Regions from separate parts of the Mus musculus genome. Here all the other regions are linked to region 4. A link is a contact called in public HiChIP or PLAC-seq and promoter capture Hi-C data. All regions are on one chromosome and are shown on one strand. Each heading gives the region's core, a stretch centred on a gene start, on an enhancer-like site or on the middle of the called end of the contact. The rest is flanking DNA. Distances are from core to core; before and after follow the strand shown.

Region 1 (4,853 bases), core at 1,534-4,033, 610 kb before region 4:
TCCCGACCCCGCACTCACCCGCACAGGTCTGAGTCGGGGCCAGGGCGGCCTCCAGCAGCAGGAGCACTGTGCGCCAAGCCATCCAATCCTATCTGGGATCCGGGGCATCTGAGTTCTGCTAGCTGTGTGGACTTTGCCTCCGCGAAGCTGGTTGGTTCCCCAGGAACGCGCCACCCATTGGGTGTGAGACCTGTAGGCGTGTCATCAGTGTCCTGACAGAAGCGCCTGACCCAGGTTAGGAGCAGAAGTGAAACTGACCAGATGGGGAATCCCCAGCCCTGGGCTTCCCCAGCCCTGACCTCATACACTGGAGACTAGGACTTTGCCTGAACCCTGTGCTGTGGAGTCTCTAAGTCCTGATCCAGAAGCTGTCAGGACACCAGGAGAGACTCTCAGGCCAGACTCTCTATGTCCTCTCCTCCACCCTTCCTCTTCCTTCTTCTCTTCAGAAGTCACACCCTAGTGTCTTCTAGAAGAAAAGCCACTTCCGGGAATACAATGGGGACACAAGCGCTTGGGGACGCAGTGGAGAGAGGTTTCTCCTTAAAGCAGAGGCGCTGGCCTGCAAGCCCACACGGACCCCACAGAGACCAGGCTCTGTTCACCTGCAAGGGGTGGTTCACACTGCCAAGCCTGAGTGCAGGACTCTCATCTGTTAAGTGTAGACTTTGCTCTCCCCTTAGGATTTGTCTTCTCAGCCTCAGGGTTAGAGGCTTCTGAGATTGTCCAAGTGGATTGTCGTTGTCTCAGCACAGGAGACCCCCTTGTCCACTGAAGAGAGACCCCTGTGCAGACCACAGACAGCAGGGCACTGATCGCTGTCTCCACTGCACTTCTCTGTGTCTGCACGTCCAAGGTACATTTGTTTTAGTGACTTAATCACAGTAGGAGAGGAGCTGTCACCGACTATACCACAGAAAAAGGATGATAGTGTGGTAGAAGTTATGTAATTTCTGACCCTCTCCCTCCCTCCCTGACCTTCACTCACACTTAAGAGCTGATGAGGTGAGAGACATGAATGTCACAGCTGTGTGGGACACTGGATCTGATAACTGAGTTGGCCCCAGAGTTCCTCACGCCTGTGCAGTGTGGACACTGGAAGAAAGATGATCCTCATGCCAGAGAGCACACACTGGTGTTTCGAGGTTTCACCCCTGATCAGTGATATTGGGAAAGATTAAGTTTACACAGGTTTTGGTTGTGTGGAGTTTGACCTGACCTCTCCCCCGTTTCCCTGAGAACTTGATGCTCTTAGGTTTCATCCTGACTAGGGAAGCAACTGGCCTTAAGCAGCTCCACAGAAGGATCTGTCTCTGTTACTTTTCTTCTGTTTTATCCTGTTTTTATAAGGCAAGGTGGGTCTCCACAGATGACCATGTTCATCAGGCTGGCCTTGAACTCACAGAGTTCGCCTGTCTGCTGGGATTAATGGCCTGTGTCATCACACTTGGCTTTCGTTACTTTTCTACGACTATAAGACGTTGGGACCCCATCAAGTTGTGAATGTTTTTAATCTGTTCTCTACTTTCAGAGAATGTGAATCCATGACGGCAGAGGAAAGACATGGTACAAGAACAGTGTAAGCTCACACATCTATCTGCATACCAAAGGAGAGACACTGGGAACAGTGGGAGTCGCTCCTCCCCACCCTCCCATCAGTGCTTCATTGGCTTGCTCTCTCATGAGGTCACAGCTCAGTGGGTCAGCCATGTCCCTGCACTCACACTGGTCCTTGCTGTCTTCTGAGAGCACTGTCAGAAAGCACAGGTGTCGATCACACGTTGGCTTGTTCCAGTGGCAGTCGAGAGTTGTAGGCGTAGGACACAGTGTTCAAGGCGTCCTTGTAACGGTCCATGCATATGGTGATGCATTCCTGCTCAGAGTTGTCCAAGGAGCCCCAGGCTTCCTGATGCACTTCCTGAAACGCCTGTCAGTCATCTTGAGCAGCTCCTGCTCATGCGCAATGGCGGTCTGCACGTTCACCTGCTCTATAATGGTCCCTGGTCCAGCTTTCCGCAACCTACGCCATTAAAGTCCAGCCAGACCACAGGCACAGCCAAACGCAGGTGCCTGGAGCCTGGAAATGTTTAAAACCTCAATGCCCAGCCCAGTGACACTTCTCCAACCAAGCCACACCTCCAATCTTTCTCAAGAGTTCCATCTGCTGGATATGAAGGATTCATTCCTATGAGCCCGTGTGGCTGTTCTCATTCAAACCAGCATAGCGTTCACTATGAAATGGAAGAGACCAGCAGGGTTCTGCAGATGTGTCCAGTGCAATCTGACAGAGATACCCTCCAACAGGGGACTCTGCGGAGTTAGGTCTCCCCCTTTGCCTCTGTCCCCTCCTGCTCAGCCCCTCTCTGTCTCTGTCCTCAGGCCTCTCCCCATCAGTGCCCAGCTCCCCTCCCTCCTGAGCTATGCACTGACACTGTCTCTTCCTGGGCCTCTAGTTTCTCTCATGTGCTCAGCAGCAGGCTGTGGATCAGCTGTGTGGTTTTGATGTGAACATTCCAGTGGTGGCTGGAGAGATGGCTCAGAGCTGAGAGCACGTGTTCCTTGTTGGGAGCCGCCCCACATTCGCTGTCACAAGGTGGCGCTGACATCCTGTGTTCTAAGTGGTAAACAAATAATCTGCGCATGTGCCAGGGTACTCCTCCCCCCATGTACTCTGCCTTCCCCGTGACTACAACTCGGCCATGGGCTGCAGCCAATCAGGGAGTGATGCATCCTAGCAAAAATATAGTTCTCCTTAAAGAGGGAGGGGGTTTCCGCCATCTCTCTCTCGCTGGCATCTCTCTGGCTCTGCGCGCCTTGCGCTCTCTCGCTGCCTAAAGATGTAACAATAGGACTCGGCGCTCTGGCGCGCCCTCGCTCTCCCGCGCGCTCTGGCGCTCTGGCCCCATAAAGATGTAAGCAATAAAGCTTTGCCGCAGAAGATTCTGGTTGTTGTGTTCTTCCTGGCCGGGTGTGAGAGAACGCGTTTGTAACAGTTCCTGTTGCAGAGGATCCAGGGTGAGTTCCATCAGCACATGGTGGCTGTCAACCATCTGCAACTTCAGTTCCCAGGGATCGAATGCTAGTGCTAGTGCACATACATATTCACATACAAAAATGATTACATCTCATGACAATAAAATTTTAAAAATATGATTTGAAAAATACTCCTTCTCTTTCTCCTACACATCCAGAGTGTGAGGACAGGAGTGGAGGGCACAGGAATGTTTGGACATCACTGTCCCACCAGCCAATGAAGAGCGCTCTGTAACAGGACAGGAAAAGATGGTTGAAATAGAGTGTATTGAAATGACAATTTGTCAAAAAGCATAAAATTAAAAATACAGATGATATTTCATTTTATGAACCTACCATGCCCAGTGGGTCACAGCCTCATCCCAGGAAGAAGACACAGTGTGTGCTCATCTTTGCACTTGAGCTGATGTGAGTTTTTGATTCCCTATGAACAAGATAAATTCGACTCAGACGTTTGAATGCTAATTTGTAACAGCCCATGACATCCCAACATCCAGAGCATTCCTGCAGAGAAAGGTGTCCCCTTTCCCATCTTCCCTCCCACTGCAGACCCTCCAGAGTCTCACCTGTTGAAGATGAAAGAGAAGCATCGCATTCTTGGGCAACAGCGCCGCCTGGTGGAAGAAACAAAGAGGACAGCGTCTGAACCCACAGAGCTGAGGGTAAAGGGGATCCAGGCTGCTGAGCTGCCCCAGGGCCTCCTTCCTATCTGCACTTCTCCAGGGCTCTCAGGTCTCAGGCCGCCCTGCTCTCATCAAACTACATCCAGAAGAACTTTACGTGCTTTTCCAGCCGTGGGAAGAAAACTCCCTGTAAGAGGGGAGGCAGGAGGCAGAGCCATGGGTGCTAAAAGGAGCTGCAAAGCCCCAGAGAGCAGTTCCAGAACTCGGACAGGGACCATGGTGATGATTCTTTGATGTCAGCTACATGTGGGGTTAACTAAAACCTCAAAATGGAGGGCAGCATCTGTGAGGTGTTTTTGCTTAATTTGAAGTGTGAAAATCAATTTCTGATCCTTTTCTTTGAGGTAGGAAGACACAGGTGTAAACCAGAATATTTGAGCAGGAGCCCCTCCCACTTTTTGCTCTGGGCCATGACTTCTGCTGGAAGCCTACATGAAGACCTGGAAGAAGGAAAGGCTTGCTCTGTGTCTGCTTGCTCTTCTGGTTTCTACAGTTGCTGATTCAGGCATGGTGTTTCCCTACTGAGAGGACTGGACTGTACCTGCTGGTTCCTGTATGGGGTCTGCTGGCCAAGAAGTCTGGACTGAAGCTGTTGATTCGTATTTGGTGTTTGCCATGGGACTGAACTGCTGACAAAGAAAATTGAGCTTGCCCCCCAAAAGCTATTGTTAAACAGGTCCACTTCCCCCATATCTAAATAACTTTTCTCTTCCACTACCTCTTCTGGATTGTGAGCAAAAGGAGAGGCTAAACATTTTGTTATTATTATTTATTATTATTACCATTATTATTATTATTAAAACTATCTTTCTTTCTCCCCCTCTTTCTTTCTTTCTTTCTTTCTTTCTTTCTTTCTTTCTTTCTTTCTCTCTCTCTCTCTTTCTTTCTTTTTTCGAGACAGGGTTCTCTGTATAGCCCTGACTGTCCTGGAACTCACTTTGTAGACCAGCTGGCCTCAAACTCAGACGTCTGCCTGCCTCTGCCTCCCAAGGGCTTGGATTAAAGGCGTGTGCCACCAATGCCTGGCCAGATAGTAGAGAAAGAACGACTGAGAGAAAAAGAGAGAGAGAAACCCCAGAATCTAATCTCCTTCCCTTTGTTTGCTCCATGACCAGAACCTTTAAGATCTTGTGACCA
Region 2 (4,694 bases), core at 1,675-4,174, 640 kb before region 4:
GAGGCCGTGGGCCGGTCAGTCCAGAGTTGCAGGACGAGGTTCAGCTCCATGCTCTTCCCTCTCTGCCTCCCTCCCTCAGGGGCTGCGGAGCCTAACTTTGATGGTTTGGAGAATAACCCATACCGGAGCCGGAAGCAGCGCCAGGAATGGGAGGTGAAGGCCCTGCTGGAGAAGGTGAGCTGTGCTGGAGCCCGGCCCTCCCTGGCTCCCATCCCTTTCTGGTGTCACCTCCCCGTGGCTCCTTACACATCGCTGTCCTGTGACCCTCGCAGGTACCTGCAGAGCTCATTTGTTTGAACCCCCGAGCCCTGGCAGAGGTGGATGTGGTCACTCTGGAGCAGCAGAAGAAGGAGCGGATAGAGAGACTGGTATGGAGCCACCTGCTATGTGCGCAGCCCGAGTGTCCAGCCCTCGCCTCTATACCCCACCCCATCCTGAAGTGCAGCGCAGGATATAGGTGCTGCCAGGGCACTGGGCCTGCTGTTGACCTCCTTCATGTCCCATGCCAGGGCTATGATCCAGACGCCAAGGCTGCCTTTCAGCCCAAGGCCAAGCAGAAGGGCCGAAGCTCTACGGCGAGCCTAGTGAAGAGGAAGAAGAAGGTCATGGACCAGGAGCACAGGGTATGTGAGCTCGGGCGGGTGTTGGCATGCACGCCTGCAGCCTTATCAGCCTATGCTCAGTGCCTTACGCTCCTTTCCCACCTTGTTCCAGGACAAAGTCCGGCAGAGCCTTGAGCAGCAGCAGCAGAAGAAAAAGCAGGATATGGCCATGCCTCCTGGAGCCCGTCCCTCTGCACTGGATAGATTTGTACGACGAGCCAGAGAAGGCGGTCTCCAAGTTGACCCTTAGGGGCCAGAGTGCTCAGTGGGCAAAGGCACTTGATGCCAAACTTGAGTTCAGTTCCCAGAAAACACGTTTGGCAGGAGAAAACACACAAGTGTCTTTTTACCTTTCCATGCCCACATGGGGCAGCGCGCACACACACACACACACACACACACACACACACACACACATATATAAAGGGAACACAAAGATCCATAGGGAAATTGTCCCATGTGCCTTACATCTTAACTGGGTAGGAGCAGACAGCTCCTTGGGTGTGTGGGCATTAAACAAGGTTTCTGGAGACGTGTCTGGACCATCCTGTAGGTCTGCTCTTCCCTGTGTGGCTATTCTAGACTCAGCTCACTGCCCTGCCTGTCTCCCCACCACTGCCCAAGCCTTCACCCTAGAGGGGGGCGTTATCCCCATTGTGGTTGTCGCAAAGACCAACATGCAGCAGTACTGAAAGCTCTGGGCTCTCCAGGTGTGCTGGGGGCCTGGTGAAGACGCTGCACTTGAGGTAGAGAGACATGTTTATTGGACCCTTGTCCCTGCTTGTGAGTCCCCTTCCCGCCCTTGGCTTTATCCCTCCCCGGAGCTGGCAGGCCAGGGCCCAAGTTTATCTTGGTAAACTTGGTTGGTTGCAGCTTCAGAGTTTGCTGTGAGAAAATGGAGGAACTAGATCACCACAGGGATCTGCAGCCTCTGCACCAACTTTGGGGAAAGGTCTCTGAGGTGCTGTTTTCTGTGGGTTCTCAGCTACTGAACCAGGCTATGAACCGGCACCTCAAGGTACCCAGAAATCCCTGGAGCCAGGAGCAAAAGGGTGCAGTCCTCTCCCCATTCATGCCGCTCACCAGCTTCCAAGCTTCCTGCATTTGCCAGGGATCCACCTTGTGGGATGTCAGCAGGAACTTCCCGTAACAGCACCGATCCAAGGGGTAGTGGGTAGCACCAGCCAATTTGACACAGTGTGTGGGGGCAAGGCCCCCTCGCCTTGCACTTACTCCCACAAAGACATCCTCTAGAGGTAGAGGTGGGGCCCGGCTGGCCACCTTCAGGATGAGCTGCACAGCAGAGATGGACAGTACATATCCTGTGCCCGAGGCATAGGGTGGAAAAGGACCCCAGTTTTCCGGCCACAGTTCTTCTGACACATGGTGCCGGGACTCTGGTGTCCGAGTGGGTCTCACCCTCCAGTGCACCCTGCCTAAATACAGAAGGGGCACTGCCTGGCCTCTGTGCTCTTCATGGATAGCTGTTGTCTCTTCCTGGGCCTCTTTGCCCTTCTGCCATTGCTCCGAAGGCCCCCCTCTTTGTATCAGCTCTGACACCAGCTCTGGGACGTTGACATACACGTCATCATCCGTCTTGAGGATGTAGCGGGCCATAGGACAGTATTTGTTCACCCAGTTCAGTCCACTGAGGGTCTTGAGGGTGAGGTTGCGGTAGGAATCCTGGAAGGAGGCCTGCAAGATATCCCTGTGTGCTGCTGACTCTGAGGACAGGTCAGCAAGCTGCTGTCTTCTAGGTTTTCCCAGGAGGAAGAGCGTCTGCACTCTGAAACCCCGGGCTTCGCGGATGGCACCCCAAGATGCCCGAATGGCGTTTCTCTGGTTCAGGTGCTCCGGGGCCGTACACACCAGGATGAGCAGGAAGGGAGGGGGTCCGGAGCCACCACAGGCATGAGAGTTAGAAATCAAGAGGCGGGGCAGGGCGAGGGGCGGTCCTGGCGAGGCTGGGGCCGGCAGCAGGGATGCCAGGGACAGGCTCAGCAGCTCCTCCCCCAAGCCTGAAGGTCCAAACAGGGTCCAGATGATCACCAGTAGTAGGACCGCCAGGAGGACGCGCCGGAAGAGGCTGAGGGGCATGGCGTGCCGCAGAGACCTGTGGGCACAGCTGTTAGAGCGTGGGGAGGTGGGAGGACGGCTTTAACCAGCTGCTGCTGAGGAGACGCGGTGACCCATGCGCGGGGCTCTGGCGCATCACAGATGCTGTTCTCCAGATGCTGTCGTGCAATGCGGCCCTGGCCCACCACAGCTGGCCCCGGAAGGCTTCGTTTCCCTAGCTAGCGTGCACGCGGAACTCCGCTCCATCCCGCCCCTCCCCGCACCTTCCCATCATGCCTCTCTAGGCCGGAAGCCGACAAGCGGCGTGCATTTCACATAGGTCCAGCCCTTCCCGGTCCGTCCCTACTGTAAAGCACGCGGAATACCAGGCTGCTTTTCTAGAGCAGCCAGCATCTGCTGTTAACTCACCCGAGCAGCAGCATCTGGCGGAGCTGTAGCCACTTCACAACAGCTTAGCACGGCTACGGCAGGAGACTCAATTGAAGCCTGCCCAAGCTTCCCCTGGAGGTTTTCAACACCGGCTGCCCCACCTTTAACAGTGGTTGCCGCCCAGTTTGCTGCACCTAAGGCAGTCTCCTTGTGAACACCCAACAGAAAGGGAGGAGCAAACACCAGCAGGAGCCTATGAGGGACATTTCCGTTCAAGTGCACCAAGAGCACTGTACCCAGAAGGCACCTGCAGCCAGATTAAACTACCAGAGCTCAGGATCGCTGTGGCATTAAGTACTATCAGATGGAAGACAAACTGAGACGGAGGTCATAGGTATATAAACTATTTATTAACAGCAAAGGCCCAGAGACTCATTTCTTCTTGGATACACCCACAGTTCGGCCCCTGCGGCCAGTGGTCTTGGTGTGCTGACCGCGGACACGAAGGCTGCAGAAGAAAAAGATACAGGTCACAGAGCAGCAGGAGGCGAGCCGGTGGACTGTGCAGCCTGATTGGGAGTGGGCAGCTTAAGCCTCATCACCCACTTACCCCCAAAAGTGGCGCAGCCCTCTATGGGCTCGAATTTTCTTCAGCCTCTCCAGGTCCTCACGCAGCTTGTTGTCTAGACCGTTGGCCAGAACCTAGATTTTGAGACAGGGGAGACAACTTTATCTCCTGATTCTGCACCCAGTTTTAACGGACAACCCGTGTCCACCAGTCCCCTAACACACCTGGCTGTACTTCCCATCCTTCACATCCTTCTGTCTGTTCAGGAACCAGTCTGGGATCTTGTACTGTCGTGGGTTCTGCATGATGGTGATCACTCGCTCCACCTCATCCTCCGTGAGTTCTCCAGCCCTCTTGGTGAGGTCGATGTCTGCTTTCCTCAACACCACATGAGCATATCTCCGCCCCACGCCCTGAGGTCAAAAGTTTGGGCTATTAGACTTTTGTTTTTAAAGATCTGAGTACAGAGTTTTCAGAGATACCAGAGGGTATCAGAATCCATTACAGATGGTTGTGAGCCACCATGTGGTCACTGGGAGCCTCTGGAAGAAGTCATAGCTTTTAACAGCTGGATTCTCTCTCTAGCCCAGTCTATTTGTGTCTTATGTTTGCCTGCATTGTATGTCTGTGTGTCTGTGGCACACTGACCAGAGGCCAGAAGGCGCTGATGTTCTGGAACTGGAGTTAATGGTTGTTGAGTGTTGGGTCATTGAACCTGGATCCTCTGGAAGAGCAGCTAATGCTCTAACAGCCAAGCCACCTCTCCAGCCCCCTCACACACACCCTATTACTCAAAAGCAGAGGGGCTGTGCAGATGTTATCCCAGCTCCCTGAACTCGGGACTGCTATGGCCAGCCTAAGTTAGAGATCCTGTCATTTTTCAGATCACTTTCCAGAGACAAAGCCTGCCTACTAACTGAAGGGAACGCTGTTCGGGCCACACTGGACATGTGTCACAAACTCAACAAAAGCAGCACAGATGAACAAAGTCAAACCTTTAACAGGTTTTTTGAGCCCCAAGAGTGGGTGTGACTTTGTGACTACCAGAATTAGCGGGGAGGGGGAAGTGTCATTGAATG
Region 3 (4,499 bases), core at 1,157-3,656, 530 kb after region 4:
GAAACTATCGTTACGAACCAGAACTGAGCTACTTTCAGAGAGCTTGGAGACAAAGCAAGAGTCATAAGGAATCAAAACAGTGAAGAAGCCAAGCACTGCTGTGTGTGCCACGACTCAGCCATCGAAAGCAGGGCAGAAAGACCAAGGGGTAAAGTCCAGTTTGGGTTATGAATGCTTGGGCCTTGAGGTGGGGGAGAAAAGACAGGAGCAAGGGATCTGGGGATAGGAGAGAGAGCTGGATTATTAAAAGGAAATTTAGAAATTCAAGAAGCAAGCCAGTCTGTGATCCAGTACTCAGGAGGCAGAGACAAGCAGATCTCTGTGAGTTCAAGGACAGGCTGGTCTACAGAATGAGTTCTAGAACAGACAAGGCTACCCAAGAAAACCTGTCTCGGGCCAGAGAGATGGCTCAGCGGTTAAGAGCACTGACTGCTCTTCCTAAGGTCCTGAGTTCAAATCCCAGCAACCACATGGTGGCTCACAACCATCTGTAATGGGATCTGATGCCCTCTTCTGGTGTGTCTGAAAACAGTTACAGTGTATTTATTTATAATAATAAATAAATCTTTGGGCCAGAGTGAGCAGGGACTGAGTGAGCGGGTTTGACTCGAGAGCAGAGTTCCTAAATTCAATTCCCAGCAACCACATGAAGGCTCACAACCACCTGTACAGCTTTAGTGTGCTTATATACATAAAATATATATATATGAAAAAGAAAAAAGAAAACCCAGTTTCCACCTCCCACAACAACCACCTCAAGAGGCCAGTGAGCAGAGACTAGAAGAAAATGAAAACAAAGCACCTATGGAGGGGAGTGCACACTTTATCACCAACCCCACAGTCAGCAACAACCCTAAGGGCACATTACCAGGTTCCAGGTCTAAGATCATGTCCAGAGCTTGTCGATAGTGAGGCACCTGCTCATTGAGTCCAGTAAGATTAAATTTGTCCTGGATGTAGTCTTCATCCACCTACGGGCACAGGGAAGCCAAGGGGTTGAAAATAATATAGGAAGGCCCATCTTCCACCTGGGCCCAAGAGATGTCTTATCCTCAGCCAAGTCACCTCTCGTGTCCTATTCCCAATTCTGCAGAGGTACTGAAGTCTCATAAAAACTGCAGGCCCTTTCTTTAAGGCTAACCATCTCCAGCAAAGACATAGACATTATTCAGCTTCGACACAAGCTTATTTTAGAAACCGCACTTGCCATCTTCTTGGGGATAGCAAACTCTCTGAGTTGAAGACTTGGGAATCATGAAGGCTAAACAGTTTAGTTTCTGAAAGGCATTTGTAATTTTCTACTGAAGCCACCGGGCTTTGCACATTACCCAACTTTAACATGAAATATTTTAATTATCCTAGTGGTCACCCAGAGGTACCTCTGTTAGCCATGCATATTGACAAAACCTTGAAATCCTAGCACTCAGGAGACTGAGGAAGTAGGACTGCCAGGAGTTCAAGGCCAGTCTAGGCTGCATAGTGAGTTCCGTCGAAATCTGCTCTCAAACAACATAAAATAAAACATCGAGGGCATGTGGAGTTGGCCGACCTAAACTCACCTCACAGAAGAATTCATTACCACGGAGCCCACAGAACCAGGAAATCCAGGACACCTCCTCAGAGCTACTCATCTTTATGTCCGCTGTGAAAGAAGAGCGTTAAGTAAGTGGAGACCAAGCTGTTTCTTGTCTCTTCCCTCCTCCCACACATTCTCCACAACAACGGAAGAATCTGAGTCCAGCCAGGCTTGAAGGATCCCGGCCTCTGAAGCATCTCCAAGCTTCTCTCCTTCACCTCAGCCCCCTTGCAGTGTGCTGGCAATAAGTTTCGCTACTTTCCAGAAAATGACAGGTCCTGATCTGTTAGTGTGACCCTCGTCCCTGGCGCTCCTCAAAGCCAGGCCCCTCTCCCCTCCATGTCAGCCGCGACAGGGCCCTCGGCTCCGGCTCCCCACCACCGCAGGTGCCTGCATGTTCCTGGCGCCTGTCCCAAGGCTTCCGAAGTTCATTTTCCCCAACAGAGCCGGCCTCTCCTGCACTCGCAGGGTTGGCGAAGGCACCACACTTCTGTGGGTCTCACGAGCGTCCCCAAAAGCCGCCTCCTCTCGCCCAGGGCCCCCGACCTCCTTCGGCTACCGACCCGGTCACTTCCTTCGTCGCCCCCACATCGAGGAGCTCCAACCAGAGTGCCGCGCCCAGGGACGGGCGACTCGACGCGGGGACAACCCCACACTCACCGGCCGGACGGGGACTGGGACTGGGGCGGGGAAGGGGAGCTGTGCTTCCAAGGAACCGCAGAGACCACTACAGCGCAAAAAGCCGACCCGGCCGCAGCAGACGAAGTAGGGAGGGGGGGGGCCACTGGAAACTGGTGAGGATTTGGGTGAGAAAAGGGCAACGCGCAGGCGCTAAGAACCGCCCCCTACCTCCGTGGACGCCGGGAGATGTAGTCCCGTCGGCAGAGAGAAACTGACGAAATGAGGGGAAGACAAACTACCAATCCCAAGAGGACCCGCGCATGACTCTCTAAGGGCCGCGAGGCCCTAGAGGAAGCCGCCTGGGGGCGGGGCGAACCGAGGCGCCACCGGAAGCGGAAGCGGAGCAGGGGGTCTTCCCGACCAGGAAGCCTGGGAAATATAGTCTTGTTAGGCTCGCTAAGCTGCCGGGTAGGTCCTCGGGCTGATTGTCATCCCTGCGGTGCTCCCTCAGCGTTCCGCTTTGCTTTTTTTTCTCCCTCTTCCCTGTGCCAGGCCAACCCACGGGATCCTGGTTCTCTCGCCAGGCCCGCGACAGAGTGCGCTCGGGCTCCGGCATGCGCAGAGTTGTGGTGAGGGACTTAGGTCGGGTGTGCTTGGGATGCGCTGAGCTGTGCACGCTGCGTGAGAACCTGGACCGCCCTGCGAGCTAACCTGAGGTGGGGCCAGCCATTCTGCCGCCGCTTGTCCCTTTGTACTTCTCCATCTCCTCAGAGCTGGGGTAGAGAGTTGTGCTGATGACCCTGACTGTTCTTCAAACCCTGCTCAGAGCAGTGGTGAGGGGTAACCGTGATGTTACTTCATCTCACAGCTCCTCGGCATCCCACAGGTCTCCCCACTGTGTCCTCAGAGTCTTTCTGAACGCGGAGGGTGGCGAAGGGCATTGTGGGGGCGTTATGTAAAAGCAGGACCCCAACCGACAGGCTCCCCCTTGGGTCCTCGCGCTACTGGGCACGCGATGCTTTACTACGAGGATGCTAGAAAAGGTTCTAGCGCGGGAAACTTGAACCTTATGGATGTTTTGTTGTTGTTGCTCCTGCGCATGCCTCGTTCTGCCCTGTGGCTATTTGATTGTATCCAATCTTACAGATTACAAGAGCGACATTTTGCGGTACAGAAGTGACAATGCAGCTTCCCCAGAAACCTCCCGGAGTAATGTCATGCCTGTTTTTAATCTGGGAAAAGGGGACCCCTAGATAAGATCGAGCAAGATTTAAAAGGTCGACCTGTGCGGGCCAGTGGTGGCGCACGCCTTTAATCCCAGCACTTGGGAGGCAGAAGCTGGCAGATTTCTGAGATCGAGGCCAGTCTGGTCTACAGAGTGAGTTCCAGGACAGCCAGGGCTATACAGAGAAACCCTGTCTCGAAAAAAAAAGGGGGGGGGGTGTCGACCTTATATTTCCTGTATGTGTTAGCGGAATGTTTTCAGAGAGAGCCTGGCATTTTTGTTTGTAGGAAGATGGGAGTTGAATACAGAACCCATTAACAACTGTCTTGTAGAATATTTTTTTCCTGTTACCCTTTTTCTTTTCTGTGTTATTGATAGAATCTAGAATTCTCAAATTTGAAACAAGCATTCTACACAGATTCATATCTACTATGCCCTCATGAAATTTTATTAACATCATGACAGGATCTGTTGTTCCTGGGGTCTGTTTTACCCATCCCATCGTGACAGGATCTGTTGTTATTCCTGGGGTCCCTTTTACCCATGAGGCCCGGGCTCCACAGAATCCTAACTATGAAGTCAGTTTTGGGATGGGAGGCCCATTTTAGTTCTAGGCTGCTTTCCCATCTCAGCGGGCCCCCAGAGGTGGTGCTGGTCATCTTCACAATAGCTACCTGAATGGTTGGATCGCTTGCTTGTCACATCCTTGCCTTGCCCAGTCTTCATTTTCTTGTTTCTCTCACAGGCATGTCTAGGCCATCCTTCATCGAATTTACCCCAGCGGCTGACTCCAGTGACCTCTGGAAGGATGGGCAGCAGCAACCACAGCAGGAGAAAGCAGAGCCTGTCCTGGACGGGGCTGCTGCCCGGGCTTTCTATGAGGCTCTAATCGCAGATGACAGTAGTTCCTCTAAGCCCCAGAGAGCTGAACCTATGAGGGAGAGGAAGAAGAAGAGAAGAAGAGTGACTAGGGAGCCTGCAGCAGCAGGAGTCCCCAGACAAGGAAGAGCACTTGAGGATGAAGACAGGATGGCCCAGTGGATCCTGCTGGCAGCCCAGAATGGGGATCTGACAGAA
Region 4 (4,539 bases), core at 882-3,381:
CCAGCCCCCATTCCCCTCAGGAACCCAAGGTTCCGGGTCCTCCTCCCAAATTCCAGCTACTCTTCCCCATCAGTGTCTCTCCCCAAGTCCAGGGATGGAGGCTGAAAGACCCCAGGAAGAAGATGGTGAACAGGTGAGCTGCTGGGGTGCCGGGTTGGGGAACCAACCCAGGGAGAAGGGACATGTGGGACCTAGTGACGGGTGGACACAGGAGACTTGGGAAAGCTTGGGCACACCAAGACAGGAACAAAAACACAGGGGAAATGGGTCACTGGCCTAGCCCTCCACCCACACACACCTCTGACTGGAATGAACAACATGTCTTGGTATCAGAGTCTCCCGCAGGATGATCAGGGATGGCCCCCTGTGAATGCCACCGCTCGGCCTTGGAGATCTGCTCCTCCCTCCCCTCCTCCTCCTGGAACCCGACACACAGGTACCCCACCAACCCTGGAAGATCTTGACCCTATCACCCAGGCTACCCCAGTGTAGGTCCACTAACCATCACACCTGTTGGTCCCTAGCTCGTCCACCAGCTCACCTGTCCCCACCGCTTGCTACTCCCATTCTGCCATAGCCTCTGGGTCTGAATCCTCCTCCTTCCTCTCCCATAGCCCTAGGGCCCCGTTCTGGCTCCCTGCTCTCCCTGCAGACTGAGCTCCTTCTGGACCTAGTGGCCGAAGCCCAGTCCCGCCGCCTAGAGGAACAGAGGGCCACCTTCCACACCCCCGAGGCCCCACCAAACCTAGCCCCAGCCCCACCCCGGCTTCTTGAAGACAAAGAACAGCTCTACAGCACCATCCTTAGTCACCAGGTAAGGCACATCCCACCCCACATGCATCCATGGAGACAAGACCCAGGTCTCCTAGCTGGCCTTCTGCCTGAGCCCTAACTTCTTTGTCCCTAAGCATATGTCCTTTGGTAAGCCTCTAGTCTCCCCATCCCCATCACAGATTTCCTATCTGCCCCACACCAACCCTGGCCTCTCTTACCCAAAACCATTATGGGCTACCAATGCCCTTTTCTCCCTCCACGTTTCTAGTGCCAGCGGATTGAAGCCCAACGGTCTGACCCGCCCCTTCCCCCCGGGGGGCAGGAGCTTCTGGAGTTGCTGCTGAGAGTTCAGGGTGGAGGTCGAATGGAGGAGCAGAGATCCCGGCCTCCTACACACACCTGCTGAGACCGGAGCTCCTCACCAGTCCCTTCTCTCTGGGACTCAAAGCTGGGACACTCCCCGAAGGTCTTCAACCCTGTTTGGCAGGGGTAACCAGAGATGGAAGACCCGGCTAAAATTGCTGTATTTACCACCCACTTTCCCTGGGGACTGGACTTGGGACAAGTACTCTAACCATGAAGATAAGCAAGGTAGGGTGGACACAACTCCCGAGGACAGTTAAAGAGTCTCTATCCTGAGCTGTCAAGCTACTAAACAGGGTGTGAGGGCTGCGGCCTGCCCCTGCCTAGTGAGAAAAAAAGGGAAGAGTAAGACAATTGTCCAGCACTAGCAGTCTCAGGCCCCAAGGCAGAGGGGCCCAGAGGCGGTGAAGCGACTCTTACCCCGCCCCCACCCTGCTGCTGAGTCTGTCTGATGTTTTGGTTGTATGAATAAACATAATTCCCCTCTGGACTGAAGACTGGTATCTGGGGGTGTGTGTGGGGGGGTGCAAGGTGGGTAGGTGAGGCCTGGGGCAGCCGCTCTCAGCGATCTGGCCAGAGGCCAGCTCCCCTCCCTGGCTGGTTAATTACTGGCTCATTAAGCAGCGGCTGGAGACCTCCCTAATCATCTCCCCCAGCCCCCAGTCTCCCGGTTTTAATTAAGTCGAACAAGGAGGGGAGTCATTAGAACAAGAAATATGAACCGAGCTGTCGGAGAACATTCCAGAGGCCGGAGTCCGCACCACCCGACCATGGCCTCGGAACCCAGGTGGCCGAGACACCCACCCCAGCGCCCTTTCGGCCAGCGCCGAGGCCAACCCAGTCTCTCCCCGGCCGCCCGGCCGCTCCCCGCCTCCACCCGCCGCCGCCGCCGCCGCCTGGCCTGCGTCTCCCCGCCCCCGGCTCCTCCCCGTTCCTCCTCTCCTCCCCTCCTCTTCCTCCCGCTCCCCTCCCCCAGCCGCCTCCCTCGTTCCCCCTTCTCCCTCCTCCCTCCTCTCGCACACACACCCCCGCTTGGGCCTCCTCTCTCTCTCTCTCTCTCTCCGGCTCCATTTTCTCCGCCGCCGGGGGCCGGGGTCTCCTGTGGGGGTGCCCAGGCGGCACCCCGGGTCTCCCCTTCAGTGCCGGGGTGAACCCCCGAGGGGAGCCGGGAGGCGGGTTGCCGGGCGGGGTTGGGGCGGAGGGAGCAGCGGCCCCAGCGAGTTTGGGGGGGAAGTCACCCGGCGGGGGGAGGGGCGAGCAGGGAGGGGGCCTCAGGCCCCCCCCCAGCTATGGACGAGCGGCTGCTGGGGCCGCCTCCTCCGGGCGGGGGCCGTGGGGGTCTGGGGCTGGTAGGTGCGGAGCCCGGGGGCCCTGGCGAGCCTCCCGGTGGCGGAGACCCCGGTGGGGGAAGTGGGGGGGTCCCGGGAGGCCGAGGGAAGCAAGACATCGGGGACATTCTGCAACAGATAATGACCATCACGGACCAGAGCCTGGACGAGGCCCAGGCCAAGTGAGTGCCCCCACCCCGGGACCCCGCTCACAGCTCTGAGTCCTCTGCAAGCCCCCCTCCCCCAGGGCCCTCTCTGGATCTTGCAACTCTTTTCTTTCCTTAGTTCTAGTGTTCTCTCAAAGCTTGCTTTGCCCCTAGGCCCTAAAGCCTCCTCCACAGAGCGAACCCCAGGTGGTCTCACTCCCTCCTAACCTTTTGCTGACCCCTACAGTCAACTCTGGCCCATCTCTTGGCTCCCAGACTTAGAAACTGTTCTCAGCCAAAGCTGTCTTCCCTAACTATCCGGCTAGCCCACCCCATTCTCCGCGTACGGATCCAGGATCTCCACACATTCCCTTCCACGGAGGTCGGGGCCTCCAAGAGTCCTCAACAGCCTTCCCCCTGCTCAGCCCACACATTCTGTACTGAACTCCCAGGTAGCAGGGCACCCCCCCCCCCACCTTTCTCAGGCCCCCTACCGCCTCACACTGACAGCCTCCGGTTCTCTACTCCACAACCTACCTAGTCACCTTTATTTCTTCAGTCATCTCTAGATCCTTGCTCCATCTTTTTGCTTGAACCATCCCTCTTAGCCTCAGCCCGCCCATAGTGACTTTAGCCCCACTGCCTGCATCTTCTGCTTCCTGTGACCCTGCCGCTTCCCGAAGCTATGGCAGCTGATCTCAACTATCCCTCGGACTCCACTCTACCCCGATTCCCACTTAACCCCCTCGCAGATTATGCCCCCACCTTGCACCCTGGCACCCCTCTCGTCTTTCTCCTGCCTGAACCCTTTCTCTCCTCCCGTTCCTCCTAAGGAAACATGCCCTAAACTGTCACCGAATGAAACCTGCCCTGTTTAGTGTCCTGTGTGAAATCAAGGAGAAAACTGGTACGTAGGTGCCCCTCTGATGCTCACTTCTGGGAGCAAGACTCTGCCTTAGGGCTTAGAGTTTGACAACTTGAAGCCTTGAGGAAATTGAGAGCCACGGAGGTTGCATGAAAGGAAGTGGGGAAGGGAAGCCCTGGAGCCCTGGGACCGAGGATGGAGCTTTGACCGGGGATGGGGGTGGGGGGTGAGGGGTTCCTTAAGTCTGTTTGCCTGCCTGCTAGGCCTTAGCATTCGGAGCTCCCAAGAGGAGGAGCCCGTGGACCCACAGCTGATGCGCCTGGACAACATGCTTCTGGCAGAAGGTGTGGCTGGACCCGAGAAAGGGGGCGGCTCCGCAGCAGCTGCTGCAGCTGCCGCAGCCTCCGGTGGTGGCGTATCCCCGGACAACTCCATCGAACACTCAGACTATCGCAGCAAGCTTGCCCAGATCCGCCACATCTACCACTCAGAGCTGGAGAAGTATGAGCAGGTGAGGAGAGGCAAGCGAGCCGGTGAGGTGGACCAGAGAGTAAAAAGGACCCCCCCCCCCCGACCTCTGACTCTAGAAGCCCCAAGCCACAGGGCCTCCTCAACGGCCTCCTTGCTCCCATAGGCATGCAATGAGTTCACAACTCACGTCATGAACCTGCTGAGGGAGCAGAGCCGCACTCGCCCGGTCGCCCCCAAGGAGATGGAGCGCATGGTTAGCATCATCCATCGAAAGTTCAGCGCCATTCAGATGCAGCTGAAGCAAAGCACCTGTGAGGCCGTCATGATCCTGCGTTCTCGCTTCCTGGATGCCAGGTCGGGCTCAGGAACCCTGTCCCGTCCCGTTCCCCCTCCCCCCCCCCCCCCCCGGAACCACTCCAAGACCCCTGGGCTGCCCCATTATCCAGAAGGGTGCTATGATGATATGATGATGCTGGAGTTTCTGACATGCTCGGTGCTTCTCTGCAGACGGAAACGCCGGAACTTCAGCAAACAGGCCACTGAGGTCCTGAATGAGTATTTCTACTCCCACCTGAGCAACCCTTACCCTAGT
Region 5 (4,423 bases), core at 561-3,060, 870 kb before region 4:
ACAAACTCACACATACACAAAACCAAACAAATGGATAAATGTTAAAAACACAATTGTGGGCTAGAGAAATGGGCCAGCAGTTAAGACTATTTACTGCCCTTGCAGAGACCCAGGTTTGGTTCCCAGTACCCATGTGGTAGCTCACAACTGCCTGTGACTCCAGTTCTGGGGAATCCAGCACTTTCTTCTGACCTCTGAGGGCTCTTACATAATACACATAAATTCACAGAGGCACACATACATTTAAAAAAAAAATGGTATGGTGGCACACAAGCTTAGTCCCAGCACCTGGAAGGCAGAGGCAATCCAATCTCTAAGTCAGCCTGTTCTCCGTAAGGAGTTCCAGGACAGCCAAGGCTACAGAGTAAGACCTCAAAAATAAAAGAACTAAACAATACCAAAGTTACACTAAATAACCCAGCGGAACCTTGAAGTCTTCCTGCCTCAGCCTCCAGAGCACCTGACCTAACAGGCCTGTACCACCATGCTCCATGCCCTAGGCACTTTATTCTGCCTCTGTCACTGATACTGTATGTCTTGATTCAAGTTAATTTGCTTTTCTGGGCCTCATCCATCTCTTTCTTACTTTAGGGTGTGTGTGTGTGTGTGTGTGTGTGTGTGTTGTTTTTCTTGGCAGTACTGAGATAAAACAAGGGCCTAGTGCATGCTAGGCAAGTACTGAGCTAGACCCCCAGTCCAGAAACTAAGTTCTAATCCCAGAAGCTCTACTTCCTATTTGCTGTATGGCCTTGGGCAACAGCTTTAACTTCCCTGAACTTCAATTTACTCATTTAGATGAAAGGAATTACTTTTAATACTTCTACCTAGTATGTTTCCCACTAACCACATTAATTCTGACTACAGAGTTTTTTTAAAAGTGTTTTCCCCAGGCATGGTGGCGCACACCTTTAATCCTGGCACTCGGGAGGCAGAGGCAGGCGGATTTCTGAGTTCGAGGCTAGCCTGGTCTACAAAGTGAGTTCCAGGACAGCCAGGGCTATACAGAGAAACCCTGTCTCGAAAAACAAAACAAAACAAAAAAAGTGTTTTCAATTATATTTATTTTGCTTGTATTTTTGCATATGTATGTGGTGTATATTCATGCAAGGGTGTGTCTATGGAGTCCAAATGACAACTTTCTGTTGTCAGTTTTTCTTTCACCATATGAGACCTCAAGACTGAACTCAGACAACAAGCACCTTGACCAGCTGAGCTATCTTGGCAGTCCCTGACTACTGTTTGAAAAACAACATTTTCAGTACAGTGCACTGAGTAGCTTTTTGTGAAGCGCCCCAACTCTTTATAATGTTAATAATCACCCAAACAGAACCGTTATGAAGAGGGTTTCAGAGTGACATTAGTCACTTATTGACCTCCTACTGTATGCCAGGCGCTTTTCTCATCAGCCATTTCCTAAATCATGTTGGCTCCGAGATGACCCACTTTTCCTAGATGGGGAAACCGAGGCTCACAGAGGTTTCTCCTGCGTGGCGAGGCTCGGAGACCTCTCACCAACCTTGAAATGATAATTGAGGTGCCTGCGTCCTGAGCAGGGCTAAGTAAGGCCAAGGGTAGCGCCCTATCTGTCCCGCTCGAGTACTCAGCCGGAGGCTCGAACCCGGAACCTGGGAAACCTGCCTACATACTCGGGTCAGGCCCATTCGCTGTTCCGTGCCTACCTGTTCCGCGGCCGGGCCGGGCGACCGCGCAGGCCCCTCGGTTCTCCCTGGCCCGGGTCCCGGCCCGGCCCGGCCCGTCAGCAGCGGCTTGCTCCGGCTCCGGCGAGCACCTGCGTCCGGGCACCGCCCGCCGAGCAGACAGCACGGCGAACCAATGAAGACTGCCTCTGAGTATCATCTGCCAATCAGCATACACGCCCCGCCCAAGAAGGTGGGGCCTTCAAAATACGGGACGTCCTGGGCGGTCCAGGCCCCGCGGCGCCGCAGCTTCTGACTCCGCCCCTGCTGCGTTCTGGCTCCACCCCCAAAATGGACCCCGCCTCATCCCAGCTCCTCCCCCATCCCAATCTCTGGCTGTAGACTTGCTGCCAGAGCCTGGAGCAGAACAAAGGCGAGCTTAAGTAAACAACTTCACACTTGCCAAATAACTTCTTTCCGCCTTCTTCTCCGCTCCCCCCGGCCCCCGTTTGTTTGTTTGTTTGTTTGTTTGTTTGTTTGTTTGTTGTGTTTTTTAAAGACAGTTTTAATGTAGATCAGGCTAACCTCGTACTCACTCTGTAGCCAAGGATAACCTCTCTGATCCTCTGGCCTCCACCTTCCCAGTTCTATCGGGAGCTAGAATGGAATGAAGTTTTTCTTCCGTGCTAGGCACAAACAGTGTGAACTGAGCTACATTTTTATCACACTTACCAATCCTAGGGTGGCTATGATCACATTTTGCAGAAGGAAATCCGCCCAAAGGGGTTAGAGTTCTGTGGAGGAAACTAAAGCCATCATCATTTACTCATCAATTATTCAAGCAAGACATACATTCAAAAAATGGAGCAACAGATGGTAGAAAGAGCTGTTGAGATAGATCAGCGGGCAAGAGCTCTTGCATGGCAAACATGAGGATCTGAGTTAAAATCCCCAGCATCCACATAAAAGAGCTGAATAGGGCCTCGAACTCCTGTAACCTCAGTGCTGTAGATGGTGTAAACAGGAAGATGGCTGGGGTTTGCTGTCTGCCAATCTAGCACTGGTTTCAGTGAGAGAACACTTAGCAGTACTTGCCTAGCATACACAAAGCCCTGGGCTTGGTCATACATGCCTATAATCCCAGCACCCAGGAAGTTCAAGGTCACCCTCAACTACACAGAAAGCAAGGCCAACCATATGAAGGAAAACCAAAAAGATCAAAATTCTGTAGGAAGCATTATTATGGTCCAGGCATGTGCAAGACCCTGGGGACACATTAACTAATATAAATATTGTGAGACAAACATTAGCGGTTTTTAATCATTGTGTTTGCTTATTTGTTAGAGACAGGTCTTACTGTGTAGCCCAGGTCCTGCCTCACCCTCACAAGCGTAAGATTATAGGCATATGCCACCACAGCCCCACGTTATTAGTATGAATTATTATTCTTACAATGCCTGTGATGGAGCCAGCAGCCTGATACATTAGGTAGGTGCTCCACCACTGAGCCACACCTTAAGCTTCATGGTGGTGGTGGTGGTTATGGTGATGCTGATTTGGTTTGGTTTGGGTTGGGTTTTTGATAGAGGGTTTCCTAAAGCCCAGTGTGGCTTTGAAGTGGATATACAGACAAGGATGACCTGGAAATCCCGCTTCCAAGTTCTAAGTGTGGGCATGCCTGGCATGAGTCACCACGCCCGGCTTTAGTAACATTTTTTTTAATTTGCCCACAGAATATGAACATATAAGAAACAATGTAGAATCACTTTTGTTCAGTTCCAACAGCAACAGTAAAAAGAAGTTTAAAAAGTTAGATGTGCTGGCACAGGCCTTGAAGACCAGCCGTCAGAGACAGAAACAGGCAAATCTCTATGAATTGTAGATTCTGTGAGGTAGGCCAGCCTACTTGACACAGCCATAGTGAGACCTCCTGTCAGCAGAAAAAGAAAAAAAAAAAGCATAAAACTCAGAAATTATAAATCAGGAGTATTTCGCTCACCCATGCCTCGTAACTATCATAACAAAAATTACTATTGAAGACACTGAGACTTGACAAAAATGTTTATTCAAGGACATTTGCTGAACAATTTTTGCACTTTCTCAGACTGATATCACTCTTGTTATTGTTCACCATCTCCAAGGATATCTCCTTCTCATTTCACTCTTACAGTATTCCCCTTGCCTCTACCTCTCCGAAATGTACTTAGTCTGCAGTGGTACACATCTTGCCATCTTGTAGCTCTCCATTATCTGTCTTTCTTTATTTTTGCTTTGTTGTTCTTAGCTGAGACAGGATCTCAGGTATCCTAGGCTGGCCTCCAATTTGTTGTGTAGCCAAAGAGGGTTGCTCTTGCCTTTATCTCCTGAGGGCTGGGATGGCAGGTCTCCATCGCCACTCTGGAACCCCTGGCTTTATGCATGCTACGCAAGCACTCCGCCAACTGAGCAAAAGTCCCAGCCCTGTCTTCGGTTTTTGAGATAGGATCTTACTATGTAATTCGGGCTAATCTTGAGTCATGCTCTTGCCTCAGCCTCCCATATACTAGGAATGCAGTTGTATGCTACCATGCTGAGCCATTCCCTGAATATGAGCACATTGTTCCATATAATCAGAGGAAAACCTTCAAGATCAGAAATTTTACATTAACCATGTATTACCATATAATTCTCAAAGCCCTTTCAAAGTTTGAATGGCATCTTTTAGTATATGTGCTGCCGAAGCAAGCACTAATGACATCTTTTAAAGGTAGGGCTAGGTGATACAGTTTAGGGTCTGGAATCCCCCA
Region 6 (4,905 bases), core at 1,322-3,821, 660 kb before region 4:
GATTAAAGGCGTGTGTCACCACTGCCCGGCTTAGAAGTTACATTTATTTGTGTGGGACTGTGTATACCACAGCAGACATGTGGGGGTCAAAAAACAATTTGTGGGACTTGGTTTTCTCCTTCTACCCCATGGGTCTTGGGGATCACACTCAGAACGGCAAGTACCTTTACCCCCTGGGCTACCCCACTAGCCCGTCTTTCTTCCTCTTAAAGATTTTCCCCTATGTGTGCATATGAATGTGTGTGGTGTGTTACCACACATAAGGTTGGATGTCAGAGGACAACTCTTGGGACCAGTTTTCTCCTACAACCTTGTACGATCCTGGATCAAACTCAGACCAGTGATTGAGTCTGCCTGCTGAGTGTCTCCCAGCATAAGTTTTTAAAGTGCAGAAGACAATCAGAATTTATTACAGGGTAAAGTGGGATACCATCAAAGCATGAGAATAGGCAGCAAAGAGACTGTATGGAGGGAAAGGCTCCTAAAGTGTGACAGGGAGTGGCCTGGGAGACCACTGTGCGGCAGTGGCCAAGTCCGGCTCTGACCTATCCAGGCAATGTAAACATGTAGACAACATAAGGACTTCCAAAGCTCAGAGCACAGCCCAGGGGTGGGGTTTGCTTGGATTCTCAGCTGACCCACTGGGTCTTCTGGAAGACTCAGGAGCGAGGACACTCATGACCATGTCTGGCCGGTGGGAAATGACAGCCCCAGCCTGCTCCCACGCCTGTAACTGTGAGAATGTTTCTACATTAACTGGGAGAAACTCACTTCCCTCCCAACACTTCCAATTCCCCACTTCTTTCTTCTCTTGCAGAAGTCACAGTAAAGAAGTTCTCGTCTGTGGAAGCCACCCTCATCTCTGGCCCAGATGACTCCAGTAGCCCCTGCCCCAGAACAACAGCCTTCTTCTCTTCTTCTCCCTCCATTGAATAGCTCGGATTTTTTTTTTTAAGGTTTTTTTGTTTGTTTCAATCTTTCTTGTTTTGTTCTTGTTTTTAGACAAGGTCTCTCTATGTAGCCTTGGCTGGCTGTCCTGAACCCTCACCAAGCCAACCAGGCTGGCCTCGAAGTCCCAGAGATCCACCTGTCCCTCTGCCTCGGAGTGACAAACGGCACTGGACACCATGCCTAGAGGTCTTTTTTTTTTTTGGTTTTTGGAGACAGGATTTCTCTGTATAGTCCCGGCTGTCCTGGAACTCACTCTGTAGACCAGGCTGGCCTCGAACTCAGAAATCCGCCTGCCTCTGCCTCCCAGGTGCTGGGATTAAAGGCGTGCGCCACCACCGCTGGACTCGAACTAAACTTTTAAGATGAGAAAAAAGCGAGACTTAGCGCCACACTCATTTGATGCCCACAGTCGGGAGGCAGAGGCAGTGGATCTCTGACATTTCCATGCCAGCCTGATCTACAAATAGGGAGTTTCAGGTCAGTCGGGGTTACTTGGCGGGGCTTTGTTGAGAGAACTAAATATAAGAACACACATGCGTAGAGTCCCAGGGTTGAGAAGAACCAGTGTATGCGCCAGAGAGGCGGGTTCATAACCTGTGGCTCACAACCCCCTTTAAGTCCATCGGAAATACCAGACATTAGGATTCACAACAGTAGTAAAGGCAGTTACGAAGTAGCAAAGAAAATAATTTTACAACTTGAACTGCGTTAATGTTAAGAAGGTTGAGAACCACTGGCCAGGGGATTAGGACGAAAGGTCTTCATAGCATCTTAAGATTCTAGAGACCTCAGGGACAGCCCACAGCAGTAGTCTAGAGACGGAAAGGTCCATGTGTCTCCCTCGCGGACTAAAGCCTACCTCTCCAGCTCTCCATTCCTACCACAGCTTTTCTTTTGCCTGGTCCACCTTTACCATCTCCGGGCCTGGTGGGTCTCGGCCCTTTACGAATGTCCCCGTGTGGTTCGTCCTCTCCTGTTCGCCGGTCCTCGTGAGCTAATAAAGTCTTTCCGAGTTTCCATGCGGGCCTCTCATTCTCCCGTTTCCAAGCACAGCCAACCTCGGTCACCTCCCGGTCCTCGTCTCGCACCCGGGAGACGACATAGCCACCGTGGGAACCGCGCGCGCTCGGGCGCACGGTGAGAGCCGGACGCCCGGAGCGACGGACCCGAGTGGAACCGGAAGCGCCGCACTAGCCGGCTTCCGCCCCCTCCCCGCGAGTGGGCGGGCATAAGGGCGGCACAGAAAACCCGGCGCGGATTCGCTCCGTTGCACTCGTGCCGGGGCGGCAGTGTCATTCTCGAGCTGCAGTAACGGGGTCGCGCCACTGCTAGGGCACTTTCCTCGGCAGTTGCAGCGCCGCTCTGGTTAGAAAAAGTGACTTAAAATTCCGTGTTTGCCTTCCTGTGGAGGCTTGAGACAGGACCCTGGTCTCCAGCGTGTCTGCTGCGAGACGCGGGCTTCAGAGCCACCGAGTGGGGCTGCAAGGGACAGCGGAGTAGTGCACCTGCAGCCTGCGTCCCAGCCCCTGGCGTCCAGCACTCCCCTAGTCGCTCTCCCTGGCTCCTGTCCTCACTTCCTTCCCTTTTTGGCTCCTGCTGTCGGGCGGACGCGGGGAGGGGGGAAGCGGAAAGGGCGGGAGGGCCCGGGAGCCCGGCGGGGTGCAGGAGGGGGGCATCGCGGAAAAGCCGGGGAGGGGACTCGGTAGAGGGCCAGAGACCGACAAGAACAGAGGCCCGGGACCCGCGCGCAGCCCTCGCCCTTCCCGAGCAGGTCAGAGCCGGAGCACCGGGTGACCCTGCCCATTCCGCACTAGTTAGCCCCCAAGTCCCAAGCAAGCACCGAGGGCTTGGGTTTCCCCACTCCCGTATCTCCCTCCCCCAGCCTTCCTCAGGGACTCCCACCTAGGTCCCTTCTTGTCCGTCTCCCCCACGCCCGTCTGACTCCACCCAATCCCACCCGTCTCTCCCCAGGCGCCCCCATGGCCCGACCCCGCTGATTGCTTCTCTCGGCCATGCTCCCGCGGCCCCTGCGGCTGCTTTTGGACACGACCCCCCCCGGGGGAGTCGTGCTGAGCAGCTTCCGGAGCCGGGACCCCGAAGAGGGTGGGGACCCAGGTGGCCGGGCCGTGGGCGGGGGGCAGGAGGAAGAGGATGAGGAAGAAGAAGAGGTGAGACGCGGGTGGCGGGAGGCAGGGCATTAAATATTTCTGAGACTCTCCTCCTTTCGGTGTCTCTGGGTCCCTCGGTCTCTTCCTCCCCGCCTCACTCGCATCCCGCCCGCCACACTCTCTCTGGATATCTGTCCCCTGGCTGCGGGTCCTGGTGTCTATGAAGTTCGCCCTGTCTGTCTGCTCGGAACCTGCCCGTAGGAACCTGCCGGAACCAGAATGGCTGGCTGGCAGACGGGCTGACTGTGCCTGCGGGGCTCAGGCCCTCTTTGCCCATACCTGCTTAGACGGGTGCCACTGGGCAGTTGTATCTTGGTCCCTGTCTCCCTCCTCGTTTTTTGTTTGGCTGGGAGGGGTTTGTTTCCACAGTAACCAGCTCCTCAGACTCTAGGATTGGGGAGGGAACCCTCAGATTTCGCCGCCTCTTCCCCCACCCCCTGGTGCTCAATAGAGGGCAGCAAGCCAAGAGGTTCCGGCACCTGGAGAGATGATCCCGGGATAGGTAGAGCGTGGTCATCTTCGTCCAAAGAGACTGATAGGATGTAGTCCGCAGCAAGATTTAGGGATTCAGGAGGGTCCAGAAGTTAGATTCGGAGCCCGAGGATCCAGACTCCTGGGCCCCGACATTGGTAAAGTTAGGGTGACTAGCAAGGCTGGTTTTTCGGGATCGGTCGGGGGAGGGGCTAGGGCCACATGACTCTGAGTCTACCGCCCCCCCCCCCCATCATCCTTACTTCCCCTTCTTGTAACTGGGATTGGAGCCGCCACCTTCAGGGGGTCCCCAGTGCTGAGATTAAGTGGAAGCTGTATTGGGGACCTGGGGAAAAGGAGTCTCTGCGGAAGGACTAAATTTGGGCTCCTCTGGTTCTGTCAGGGAGGGCGGGCCTTGTGAAGTTTCAGCTTCTCTCTGCTTCAGGTCTCTCTTCCTTTGGCTTTGTGCCTCTTCGGGCGCGCTCTGCTCCTGACTTTGCGCCCTGCTTTTCTGCGTTGGGCTCAGCTGTGGGACAAGGGGGGTTGGAGGTGGCCAGAAGAGGGGTTCCTGCATTCAGTTGAAACCCTCACTGCAACCTCTTCCATCCCACCGAGCTCTGAGGTGGCCGGGGGGGCTGTCTGAGCCCCAGGGTGGGGTAGACCTGGGGTCACCAGTACCCTCTACCCCTCGCACTCGCTGGTATTGTCCCCCGCCATCACAGGTGAGGGGTGCAGAGGGAGGAACAGGGCCTGGGGACAATGGCTGGGGACTGGAGGTGCTGTGGAACTCACTTCCTCTTCTTGCTCCTCCAGGCTTCTGTGTCAGTCTGGGACGAGGAGGAGGATGGTGCGACCTTTACTGTCACAAGCCGCCAGTACAGGCCTCTTGACCCCTTGGTGAGATCACGACTTTGAGGTCTTGCCTCTCGGTTTTTAATTTAATATTTATTTATTTATTTTCCGGAACATTAGGTTGAAGAAGTTCTGGTAGTGTGAAGGTAGTTCTGTGTTGTGTGATTTAAGCCATTTCTGAACCGGGGCAGAAATAAGCTAGATCTGGATTATCCCAGATGTCTAGCAGTCAGATTGAGGAGGCCCGTCGGTGAGACACCCTCCATGTTCTCCAGGCTCCCTTGCCTCCACCTCGCTCCTCCCGACGGCTCCGCGCTGGCACTCTGGAGGCCCTGGTCAGACACCTCTTGGATGCCAGGACAGCAGGGGCTGACATGATGTTCACTCCGGCCTTGCTGGCCACCCACCGGGCCTTCACCTCCACTCCTGCCCTGTTTGGGCTTGTGGCTGACAGGTCAGGGGC

Evidence for each region. Promoter capture Hi-C pulls out the DNA fragments that hold promoters and counts their contacts. HiChIP or PLAC-seq counts read pairs in DNA pulled down with a chosen protein or histone mark.
Region 1: a contact with region 4 is called in a promoter capture Hi-C map of hippocampal neurons, with 4 times the contacts expected there. The contact joins the promoter of AA388235 here to the promoter of Pbx2 in region 4. A contact is called at or near these places in 7 of 39 promoter capture datasets (the 3T3-L1 cell line, the HPC-7 cell line, cranial neural crest and 3 more), 1 of 484 Hi-C or Micro-C datasets (the G1E-ER4 cell line), 12 of 115 datasets of contacts at active chromatin or transcription factors (bone marrow-derived dendritic cells, bone marrow-derived macrophages, embryonic forebrain and 9 more) and 2 of 9 other capture datasets (adipose tissue and liver).
Region 2: a contact with region 4 is called in an HNF4G HiChIP or PLAC-seq map of pancreatic cancer cells. The contact joins the promoter of B3galt4 here to the promoter of Pbx2 in region 4. A contact is called at or near these places in 9 of 39 promoter capture datasets (the HPC-7 cell line, HPC-7-derived erythroid cells, cranial neural crest and 6 more), 4 of 484 Hi-C or Micro-C datasets (CD4 T cells, the G1E-ER4 cell line, embryonic stem cells and 1 more), 7 of 115 datasets of contacts at active chromatin or transcription factors (Th17 cells, embryonic forebrain, embryonic stem cells and 2 more) and 1 of 9 other capture datasets (liver).
Region 3: a promoter capture Hi-C map of liver shows a contact between it and region 4. The contact joins the promoter of Csnk2b here to the promoter of Pbx2 in region 4. A contact is called at or near these places in 9 of 39 promoter capture datasets (the C10 cell line, the HPC-7 cell line, cranial neural crest and 5 more), 7 of 484 Hi-C or Micro-C datasets (CD4 T cells, the G1E-ER4 cell line, LSK cells and 2 more), 9 of 115 datasets of contacts at active chromatin or transcription factors (VIP interneurons, craniofacial prominence, embryonic forebrain and 6 more) and 2 of 9 other capture datasets (adipose tissue and pancreatic islet).
Region 5: a contact with region 4 is called in a promoter capture Hi-C map of liver, with 3 times the contacts expected there. The contact joins the promoter of Marchf2 here to the promoter of Pbx2 in region 4. A contact is called at or near these places in 2 of 39 promoter capture datasets (liver and pre-B cells).
Region 6: a contact with region 4 is called in a promoter capture Hi-C map of liver, with 4 times the contacts expected there. The contact joins the promoter of Rgl2 here to the promoter of Pbx2 in region 4. A contact is called at or near these places in 6 of 39 promoter capture datasets (embryonic stem cells, hippocampal neurons, liver and 1 more), 5 of 484 Hi-C or Micro-C datasets (cerebellum, cortical neurons and embryonic stem cells), 4 of 115 datasets of contacts at active chromatin or transcription factors (embryonic stem cells, forebrain and pancreatic cancer cells) and 3 of 9 other capture datasets (liver, macrophages and pancreatic islet).

What each region holds. Positions count from the first base shown.
Region 1 is chr17:33,978,709-33,983,561 of GRCm38.p6, forward strand. AA388235 (expressed sequence AA388235) reads left to right here and starts at 2,784. Exons shown (of 1, transcript NR_033305.1): 1 at 2,784-4,853. It also overlaps the pseudogene H2-K2.
Region 2 is chr17:33,948,564-33,953,257 of GRCm38.p6, forward strand. B3galt4 (UDP-Gal:betaGlcNAc beta 1,3-galactosyltransferase, polypeptide 4) reads right to left here and starts at 2,925. Exons shown (of 1, transcript NM_019420.2): 1 at 1,349-2,925. The coding sequence starts at 2,699. The coding sequence ends at 1,584. It overlaps Rps18 (ribosomal protein S18), which reads right to left. Exons shown (of 5, transcript NM_011296.3): 3 at 3,840-4,028; 4 at 3,658-3,749; 5 at 3,435-3,555. The coding sequence ends at 3,480. It overlaps Wdr46 (WD repeat domain 46), which reads left to right. Exons shown (of 15, transcript NM_020603.2): 12 at 80-174; 13 at 273-368; 14 at 510-623; 15 at 715-1,132. The coding sequence ends at 852.
Region 3 is chr17:35,118,886-35,123,384 of GRCm38.p6, forward strand. It overlaps Csnk2b (casein kinase 2, beta polypeptide), which reads right to left and starts at 2,407. Exons shown (of 7, transcript NM_009975.3): 1 at 2,237-2,407; 2 at 1,560-1,642; 3 at 869-971. The coding sequence starts at 1,631. Gpank1 (G patch domain and ankyrin repeats 1) reads left to right here and starts at 4,067. Exons shown (of 2, transcript NM_032460.2): 1 at 4,067-4,499. The coding sequence starts at 4,101. It overlaps Gm20522 (predicted gene 20522), which reads right to left. Exons shown (of 3, transcript NR_168268.1): 3 at 3,850-4,353.
Region 4 is chr17:34,590,128-34,594,666 of GRCm38.p6, forward strand. It overlaps Pbx2 (pre B cell leukemia homeobox 2), which reads left to right and starts at 2,132. Exons shown (of 9, transcript NM_017463.3): 1 at 2,132-2,647; 2 at 3,445-3,518; 3 at 3,740-3,987; 4 at 4,111-4,301; 5 at 4,455-4,539. The coding sequence starts at 2,427. It overlaps Gpsm3 (G-protein signalling modulator 3 (AGS3-like, C. elegans)), which reads left to right. Exons shown (of 4, transcript NM_134116.5): 1 at 1-133; 2 at 334-436; 3 at 615-814; 4 at 1,043-1,627. The coding sequence starts at 95. The coding sequence ends at 1,180.
Region 5 is chr17:33,716,867-33,721,289 of GRCm38.p6, forward strand. It overlaps Marchf2 (membrane associated ring-CH-type finger 2), which reads right to left and starts at 1,811. Exons shown (of 5, transcript NM_001252480.1): 1 at 1,680-1,811.
Region 6 is chr17:33,927,323-33,932,227 of GRCm38.p6, forward strand. It overlaps Rgl2 (ral guanine nucleotide dissociation stimulator-like 2), which reads left to right and starts at 2,572. Exons shown (of 18, transcript NM_009059.2): 1 at 2,572-2,722; 2 at 2,923-3,119; 3 at 4,404-4,487; 4 at 4,718-4,896. The coding sequence starts at 2,964. Tapbp (TAP binding protein) reads left to right here. Exons shown (of 8, transcript NM_009318.2): 8 at 818-1,968. The coding sequence ends at 829.